Regions from separate parts of the Gossypium hirsutum genome. Here region 1 is linked to region 2. Evidence: chromatin contacts called from public Hi-C data. All regions are on one chromosome and are shown on one strand. The core of a region is the stretch at or near the end of the contact, and the rest is flanking DNA. Distances in the headings are between cores, read along the strand shown. Region 1 has its middle 15 kb from the start of LOC121213226. Region 2 holds the start of LOC107893532 (organic cation/carnitine transporter 3).

Evidence for each region. Hi-C and Micro-C count contacts between places; a contact is called where the count stands out from the background.
Region 1: a Hi-C map of leaf shows a contact between it and region 2, with 2.3 times the contacts expected there. The contact joins the enhancer-like site here to the promoter of LOC107893532 in region 2. A contact is called at or near these places in 13 of 34 Hi-C or Micro-C datasets (callus, fibers, hypocotyl and 2 more).

The regions. Positions count from the first base shown.
Region 1 is chrA13:90,529,880-90,535,027 of Gossypium_hirsutum_v2.1, forward strand. No RefSeq gene overlaps it. Among protein-coding and RNA genes, the nearest start is that of LOC121213226, 15 kb to the right of the region's middle. Within about 2 kb of position 1,637, at least 1 of the 9 cell types and tissues checked has an H3K27ac peak or open chromatin away from gene starts, as enhancers often do. A contact at or near this core is called in leaf, where this site is marked.
Region 2 is chrA13:90,442,404-90,446,973 of Gossypium_hirsutum_v2.1, forward strand. It overlaps LOC107893532 (organic cation/carnitine transporter 3), which reads right to left and starts at 3,203. Exons shown (of 2, transcript XM_016818567.2): 1 at 1,782-3,203; 2 at 1,395-1,779. The coding sequence starts at 3,135. The coding sequence ends at 1,580.

The DNA of each region.
Region 1 (5,148 bases), core at 387-2,886, 86 kb after region 2:
ACTCGAACTATTTAATTCAAAATTTAAATTTTTTATTAAATTCTTCGAGTCAAATCGGATTTTGTTCACCCCGAACTGTAGACAAGAAAAAAAACAAATTGTAAAGTTTGTAATGTAAAGAAAATTACCTAAGTAAGAGCTGTTGTTCCGAGAAGAAGAAATATACATCTTCCCCTTCAACATCAACAAATTTCAAGTCAATAATTGCAACAAAACAATTGCAATGATAATGAAACTAAGACATGCCCAAACAAATTAAAGATATTAGTAATCAGTAAGTGTCAGAAAAATCAAAAGCTTTGCGTTTGAGAAATGGAAGAAACAAAAGAATTGTGTCAATAGTATTAGATTTTTAATTGTCTCTGAGGGAAATCAGTGCAAAAGAACGCAGCATCGAAGACAGCATAATTACATATAGGTCTTTTAAGTTTTAATTAAAAGTAAAAAAAAAAATGTCACGATCATTCAATTAGCTAACGTGTTACATCAACAATCCGTTAGTGGATTAACGGAATTTTTAATAGTAATGATTAATTTGAACAATTATCTTAATTAAAGCAGTCAAATTAAGAAAAAAAATTAAAATGATCAAAAGAAAAGAAATCTTATTTTAGAGTGACTTTAGATGGAATTTACCCAAAAGAATATATTTAACGTAGAAATTTCAATAATTACTTTTTAAGTGCTAACATGTGAAATCAATTATTATCCATGTTGCTTTTGTTGTGGCCGTTGGTTGAATGTTACTGGAGTCCACGTTATGGCCGGCCCCTACAACACTACGCAAAACTTGGAAGCTTGGTTCACTTGATTTTTTTGTGAGTTACAAAAAAAATGTTAGGTTTCTAAAAATTAAAAAAAAAAATCTGTTTAAGATATTCACTTTGATCAATATTCATCTATCTTCTAACTTATAATACTTTTTTATTTATATAAATTATAATCTATAATATTTAAAAACGTTTGTTAATTTTTTTTAATAAAAAATATAATTATTAAATGTTAAATAAAATATATTTCTAATTTTTTTACTTTAAAAATAATGAGCAAGTTTTAGAGGTGAGTTGAATTCGATTTTATTGATTTTTAAAATTCTTAAATTGTCATGAATAATTCCGTCTAACTTTTAATTTTTCACACTAAATTTAGATTTTGAAATTTATTTTGACAAATTAAGTTTTCTTTCAAGGCTTTGGACGTTTTAGGGTAAAGTTTCAAAGTATTTTTTTTATGAATATTTCAAAAAAATCAAGTAAATAAATGATAACCAATAATTCTTATATATAAATTTTTTGAAAAATAATAATTTATATAGTGTTTTTTAGTTATTTTCACTATTTTAAATTTAAAATATTTATTTTTATATAATAAAAATAAAAATGAAATAATACTAAAAATTTGCTTTGATTAATTACAATTTTTAACTTGTATTCTATAAATTGTTGAACTATTTTAAATTTGTTCAATTTTTTTTTTTTGGTTATTTTGGCTCAATCCAAGTAAATTTAAATAGACTTGACCAATCATTTATGAATACAAATAAATTTAGAGTTTGATAATATTAAATCTGATCCGATCGAATACAGGCTATAGACAGCTCTGGAAAGGCAAAGTGGCAAACGACATTTTGAGTTACCCGAGTAGGCAAGTGCTATCTAACTCGGTGTTTGACAGCTACCATTTGCTTGTACTCATATGGCAATGTACATCCTAAATAGTGAAAAAGTATAAGCTTTTAAATCATACAAGTAATGTTCAAATCTTTTCATTTTTTTAAAAAAATTATATTTTCTATTTATAAAAAGAAACAGGGTAGAATCTAAAACATTTACTTTTTCATAAAAAAGGAAAAAAAAACACAAAAATTTGATAGATAAAAAGCCCATAGTTTCAGTACGAATGGCGGTCCCATTTGGGAATGAGATGGGCTATATACTGATTTTGGGCTGTGGTGGACATGGGTGATTTTGTTGCCTCATTATTTGGACAGCTTTGAAACATTTTGATTTCTTCTTTCAAATAGGTCATGAAAAAAATGTGGGTTCCAATATTTGAACTAAAATGGGTAAATTTTGGTTTACATGCTTCGACTCAAAATATGTGAGAAAAGATGGAAGTTGTTGCTTAACTTCTTGCGCTAACATCTACAACATATAATTTATAACATTTCACTGTCATGGTGGGTGTTCATAATTTATTCACCCTCCTTAAAACTTTCTTTCCATCGTAGCCTTCTACTCTTACATTGTTGTGAAAGTGCAATGGGTCGGATTGGGTACATACAACCATATTTTTGGCTAAACTTATTTTCAGAATCCTTCCATATTTTGAACAAATCTTCAATTTTAGACATATAACCTATCTCTTAAAAAGTGTAATAAGCAATTAAAGAATGTTATTAAAAATAAAAATCGAGACTTTTATAGACGAACAGGATATATAGTAAAAAAATTCATGCAGTTGTGCAATAAAATGAAGGTATATATATATACATATATCAGAGAATAATTAAATTAATAAGAAATACCATGGCTTTCACTTTGAAAAGAAAAAAAGACATGAAAACTACTTGAGAGTGGGGTTGGGAGTGAGACAGAAGAAGCTTCTGGACCGAATAGTCTACTTTTTTACAGAAAATTTCTGAAATTCACAAATAACTAAAAGCTGCCAAACGATTAAACAAATAGAATCCAAAGTGCTTTAGAGAGGTTTACAAATGATATAGAATTGCATGGAAGAACGTGCCTCCTATTACCATCTTTTATATACTTTGATCATCATGATTGTAATTCATCCATTGGATGTACTTGGAAGTTTAACTCTAATTACAATGACACTTAGTGAAAGAGAGAGAAAGAAAAGGAAAGCATATAGATAGATAGATAGAAGCATAAACTTTTTAACTTTAGTTATGCACATTATAAAGATAGAAGCTTCATCGATATGCGAAGTCGTGGGAGTGAGTTGTGTATTCTTCCCCCTCGTCTTTAGGCTTTATTACCTTTCTTTTGTTTTTTTCCTTTTCCAATATACATCTCTCTCTTAAGCTGTGTGAGTTTTAGTTACGTAGGTATATATGTATTGGAGACAAGGAGCTTTTTTGACAACTTGCAGTCCCCAAAATTTTCTCTGCAACCAATAAAGGTAACTGTGGCAGTGGCAGTGGCAGTGGCAGTGACAGTGGCACCACCATCTTTTTCTATATCCTCGACAAACAAAAGGAGCTCTCCCCTTTGGTCCATATTTGGATCTACTGTCTTAGATTACCATGCATTCCATACTTGCATATAGATGACAAAATATTATGTCTTCATGCAAATCATTATCCTTGTAAAACATAAGAATTCTATTGCTATCTCACTATTTCGAGCCCCCCCCCTCCTTTTTTTTTTTACCTTTCTTTGTTCCTCTAAACTTCAATGGCACTTCATAATGATCTTAGAAATAAAATAGTGAAAATTTATTTCGTTCTTGACTTGATTTTGTTTTTGGTCCCAACATATATTGTTTTCCATTACTCCCTAGATTGTGAATAAATTGCATTTTGAAATTGTTTGGGTGTTGGAATATGATTAAAGATTAATGATAAGATAATAGTAATAAACAGACTTTGTTTTATTAAAGTTTAATAGTATCAACTTTAAACTCTTTTTAAAAAATTAATTGAGTCCTTAAATTAATAAAATTGATTAGCTAAACCTTTTAGGTTAATATTCCACTACAACACTAATGTGACCGTTAACAAATGTCACATTAGCAACAATTGTTGACATACGTCAGTAAAAATAAATTAAAATTATTTAAAAAATAAGTACATAGTAAATCTTGACAACTAATTGTCAATGTTCATTTGAATCTGGTTACTTATTTGTCCAAATACATTTTTGAATTGTAAAATTTTAAAATTTATAAAAAAATTATTAGAAATTAATTGAAAAATCATAAATTTTATATAAAGCAATTTCCTTATGAACTGCTTCTATCTTTGCTTGCAAACTTCTTAAGGGATTTACATCAAAATGATTATATGCACATATACGTCCAGTAATTCTCGGATACAAAGGGCAGTAAGAGGAAATATATGAACAACAAAAAGGCAGAAGAAGTGGAACACCTTTCCTACTGTTTAACAGTGTGTTGGTTCAGGAAAAATGAGAAGATAGGCTGGGGTCTTCATATCAGAGATCGATTGGAAGAACAATGGAGATTCATCAAGGAAGAGTTCAACACAATAATGTTACGAAATGGTTTGATTATAGCAATAAAAGAAGGCATTCCATACTGCACTGTCAATCACAAAGAGAGGTTAATAGGGCACATTTTAAGGGGGAAGAGTTGCTCAAAGAAATTAGTTCATGTCAAGGGTGGGTCGAATCATGAATGGACGAAAAGGAAAGTCAAGGGCCTATTAGTCATAGTTATTTTTAGTTATTGTATCAAAAACTAAAAAGTAATTTTCAATGGAAGATACTTGAATTTTTTATTCACTAAGAATATCACTACGCATTGCCTGGTTTGAATTTCTGTTGTTTTAATGTAATTATATTTTAATAATTGATTCATATCCCTCTTATTTTTAAAAAGGTAATTTAATATACCATTTAGTTTTTAAACTTCATACTTGTTCTTAATTTGGTACCTAGATTTTTTTAGACCCAATTTGGTACTTGAGCTAGACATTTTTTTTCTTAACTTAGTACCTAAATTTATTAAATGTTATACAAATTACGCGAAATACTAATGGTATTAAAATTGTTTTTGTTATGCTACAAATTTATTATCAATATTACGGTAAATTAATGTTAAAATGAGCTATACTTAACGAATTAATATTAAATAAGAATTTTTTTTAAACTCCAAATTAAAAGAAAATTATTATTTTCAATTAATAGAATAAATAAATAAAATAAAAGTAATTGAACATATAAAATACAAAAAAAATCATATCATCTGTCACATGTCGGTCATAAATTGATTATTTTTGCTACCTCATAAAAAAATAATATTTTTAGTATATTGGAGTAATTTGTAAAATGTTTCACAAGTACCGAATCAAACAAAAAAAATTAGGTACCAAATTAGGAAAAAAAGTTAAGTTCATGTACCAAATTGGACCCCCAAAAAGATTAAGTACCAATTGAAGAAAAA
Region 2 (4,570 bases), core at 1,953-4,452:
ATTAAACCCAAACTATTGTACCACACCGCATGCTTTTTCCCTTAAGTCAGAAAGTTATTAGCTTCCAATATAATTAATCATTACAAACATTGAACTGAATAACTAAAAGAACAACATAGCATAAAAATACTTATTTGATTGAATTATTGGATTTATCATTTAAAAAAAAATCAACTTTAAGAGGGGCCAACTATAAATTTATCTTATTTTCTATTAGCTACATATAGTAATTAGGATCAATCAGAAATATTACTGTTTTTTATCAGTGACTTAAAAAAAAAACCTTTCTTGAAAAATCTTTAGGGGACCAAGTCACCTACCAACACTTTTATATTCTAACCATTTAGCTTATTCTAGACTAATCTCCATTAAGCCCCCACAACCACAAGAAAAGATGATGACTTGAATACATAGGCAATGCCAGATTCAATTTACATATATACTAGTGTGACAATAATGCGGTTCACATGGATGCGCCTACCCATGTTTATATGAATGAGGGGACAATGGTTTTGGTTGTTCCGATGAGAGGATAGGATTTGCTTCATTAACATATATCACTTTTGTTGCACTTCCTTATCTGGAATCCAATTTGAATCTTTTCAAGGACCATTTCTTTCACAACAAATAAACTTATGCTCTTCAACCCATTGTTTTAATTTGGTCAAATTTTGCTATTAGATCATATACTTTATATAAATTGTAGATTTAGTACTTGTACTTTAACTTAGTCATTTTCAGTCTCTACACTTTTAGAATTTTAAAATTTTAGTTTTGATCAAATAGCAAGTATTAAATTCATTAAGCTGAGTTGTTATTTTTAAAATTTGATGCGTCAAATATATTGTTGCATGTGTGGTTACATGTCAACTTGCTATCTTCGCGTATTACTCATAAAAAAATAAGTTACTAGATTTAATAACTGTTGTTTACGTTAAGACTAAAATTTTAAAATTTCAAAAAATATAGCGATTAAGAATGATTTAGTTAGAGAATATGAACTAAATATTTAAGTTTACGCATTATACAAGATTAATAGTAGAATTTAACCAAAAAGATTTAACTGTTATTGTTTGGTCGAGCAAAATTTTTAAATTTTAAAAAATAAAAAGACTAAAATTTAAAGAATTTGACTTTTTAAATTTCATAATTGCATTTCACTTTTCTTCAAGCAATTTGGAGCAAGGTGTTGATTCGTTTGGTCCTTTTACTGCTCATACACCAATGAATGTAAGCCTTTTCGTTTTGAGGCCTACCACTCAAATCTTATCGCTATCATTGCCTTTTTATAAGATTAATTATTGTTGTATATATATTATATTATATATGTATATGTTGTTACTAAAGACAAAGGGGTCTAACTTTAAGGAAAAAATTAAAAAAACACAGGGGTATACAAAATAATAATCCTTAAACTACATTTATTCAAACCAAGATGAAAAACGCGTTCAAGAGATTTCTAACAATGAAGGCATAGAATACATTTAAAAAGAAAAAGAAGGGGAAAAAAAAACCTTAACAAGAAAGGCATGCAATTATTGGCAAGTTGTAATGATTAGATAGATACAGCTAGCTTAAGTTATGCTAACGTAGCAATTGCGGCGGCCGCCTTCTCATTTTGTTTGTGCTCTTCTTCATCCATTGTATCACAAATTGTTCCACCTCTAGTCTCCGGTAATCCCACCAACGGCAGCCCGCAAATTCCTATCACCAACCCGAATACCCCGAACGATATGAAGTTATTTGTCCTCCCAGCGGCCACGAGCAGTGGGCTGAACACCCCCCAAACACCAGTGCTTGCCTCACCATTGATATTGCCGAGTTCCTCACGCATGTGGGGAACAGCTCTAATGTGTATATCAGTGACATGTTGAAGGCCGAGCAGGCACTGAAGAAGGATATCAGCTCCATTGCTATCTGTAAACTTGGCGACACCTTCCCCACAACCACACACAACACGCTGCACACCCCGCTTAATATTGTGAAACCCAACAATGAGTCTTTCCTTTTCATTTTCCCTATAAGGAAGAATGTAATGAGTGACGCTGGCAACTCGGATAAGGCGTTTAATGTGACGCCCAAATAGAGATTCACGGATAGATTTCCAAGGCCTAATGGCATGCCGTAGTACACCATCCCAATCCCAAAACCTCCCACCATCACGGCCGCTAGCCTTTTTGCCGCCCACCTCTTGTTCAACAGTATCTTGATTGAGGAGTAAATATCTACATTCCATGATTCCTGCTCGATTAGGACATTGGAGAAGCTCATTGTTATGGGACTTTGATTAGCCTGAGCCATGCTCTTGAGTGTTAACACTGCTTCTTCTTTGCGTCCTCGGACGAACAGCCATCTTGGGGACTCATGAACTAAGAAATGAACTAATATACAGTACAAAATTGTTGGAACCGAAATCCACAGATACAGTGTTCTCCATGAAGAACCTCTATTTACGTATGCCATTACCGGCAATGAAAGAAACCCTAAAGTAAAACAAAAGAAACCAACAACGCCGACCTGGCCGCGCCACCGTTTTCCTACTAGCTCGGTTGATAACACGAGGGCACAAGTTCCAACAGTTGCGCGGCCAAACCCGTTAATGAATCTCAGGACAGAATAGATCCAAATATTGGGTGAAAAAACGGTGAAGATTGAAGAAAAAGACATCATGAGACATGAGAATAAGAGCATGTTTTTGCGGCCAAGAGTGGAGTCAGCAAGCGTTGCAAGTGCAAGTCCGCCTGCAAGGCAACCCATGAAGAAAGCAGAAGCAGGGAGGCCAGTGATGAAAGAAGGCGCACATTCCAGGCCCCATTCCGATATGATTGATGTTTGAGAAGGCCAATCCCAAGACCATGAATTCTTGGGGAGCTCGCAAATGTTGGACAAAGAGTTACAAACAGACTCGTCTCCGCCTTGGGTGCAGTGCCAGGATGGCTCAGCATCAGTGAATACACTGATGAAGGTTTGCTGAGCATCAAAGACCCAAGCAAGAGAGACGAGTATTGCTTGCAAGAATTGCCACCACCCGAAGTCTCCGATACAGCCCTCGATGGTCTCATCGAGAGATCGAGGCGGCCGTTTTGGTTCTGCCGGTTTATCACAGTGAGACAGAAGCGGTGTTGAATCGGCCATACACCGTTCTAAAGTGAGAAGCAAGTGTATCTGTGTATTGGTTTATGATAAGAAGACGTGTGTTGCTCTTTGGATATCTCCCTATTTATATAGAGGCGTACGGGGCTGACAACTGACAACTTTCAATAAAATATAAAAAGACAGCCAATACTGGGGGGCAGAGGACTGTATGCCACGTCAAGCCACATCAGCTCTTATTTAGATTAGAGAGAGCATAGGTTAGCATTACATACACCTCGAATAAATTAGGCATCATATGGTTCACCCATCCTGCAAAAAAAGTTGCATACAATTAGCGCATCATATGATTCATTTACTGATTACATATAATGTCTAAAAAATAATTGAGTAGACGATGAAGCATCAAGAATTTGACATTTACATAGAGTTGGATTTTATTTCAATTAATTTTGTTTGTAAGGAAAAAAGTCTTTTAAAAATATGATTCAAAGATATATATGCATTAAGTCCATACATTAATTTCCTATACAAACAATAGCAATATAAATTTGGCTTTGGCAGGTTAATTATTGTGGCAATAAATGCTCTAACGCCGTGAATTAAAAGTCACATTCTCACCAGTTTTTGGAATTTTGTTTTGGATCTAGAGAGATGAGAATATATCACATGTCTATCATAACTAATGAAAATATGTAGCTGCTCAATATTACATCTTTCACCTACAAGTTTATAAGTTTTAATGTATCATGATCAAGCCAAAACACAATAGGTATAGATTTATTGAACTTTAAGCGACAGTCAAAAGAGCTACGAACCGTCGCTATAGACTTTTCTATCGATTACAGCGTCACTAAAGTAGCATATGTTCATATAGGTATATTCTCCATTATTACTATACTGATACACATAGTGATAGCCTTATTCGTCACTAGAGCTATATTGAACATATAATGACAATATTTACTGTCAATGAATGTTCTTGTTAGTATAAAAACACCGACGATTTTCTTGTGTTAGTATAAAGTGAAATTTTGATGATATGATTTAACATATAGGAACAATAAGGCACAATTGTTGATATTGTTTTTAATTAATAATATTAATTTATTTATAATTTTAATTCAACATACACACAATAAGAATTATATAGTCAAAACATAATCCAAGGTACAAAACAAAGTCCAAACATAACAATATAAGTCCTATACCGATGGAACCAATATAATAGTTCATTGGTATAGGGATAAATAAAATGCTTTTTAAAGTTATGCACATATCGACAATTAAAGTAAAACTATCTATATATAGAAGAATTATATTGACAAAAATTGATTTGTCACTATAATTTAACCTATAGTGACAGTAATTGTGTGTGTCAGCCTAAGTTTAACATATACTGACAAAAAAGTTAATCGTTGATAAAAACTTGGTTGTAGTGACAAATTTTGACCGTCAGCAAAAGTGGGCATATATG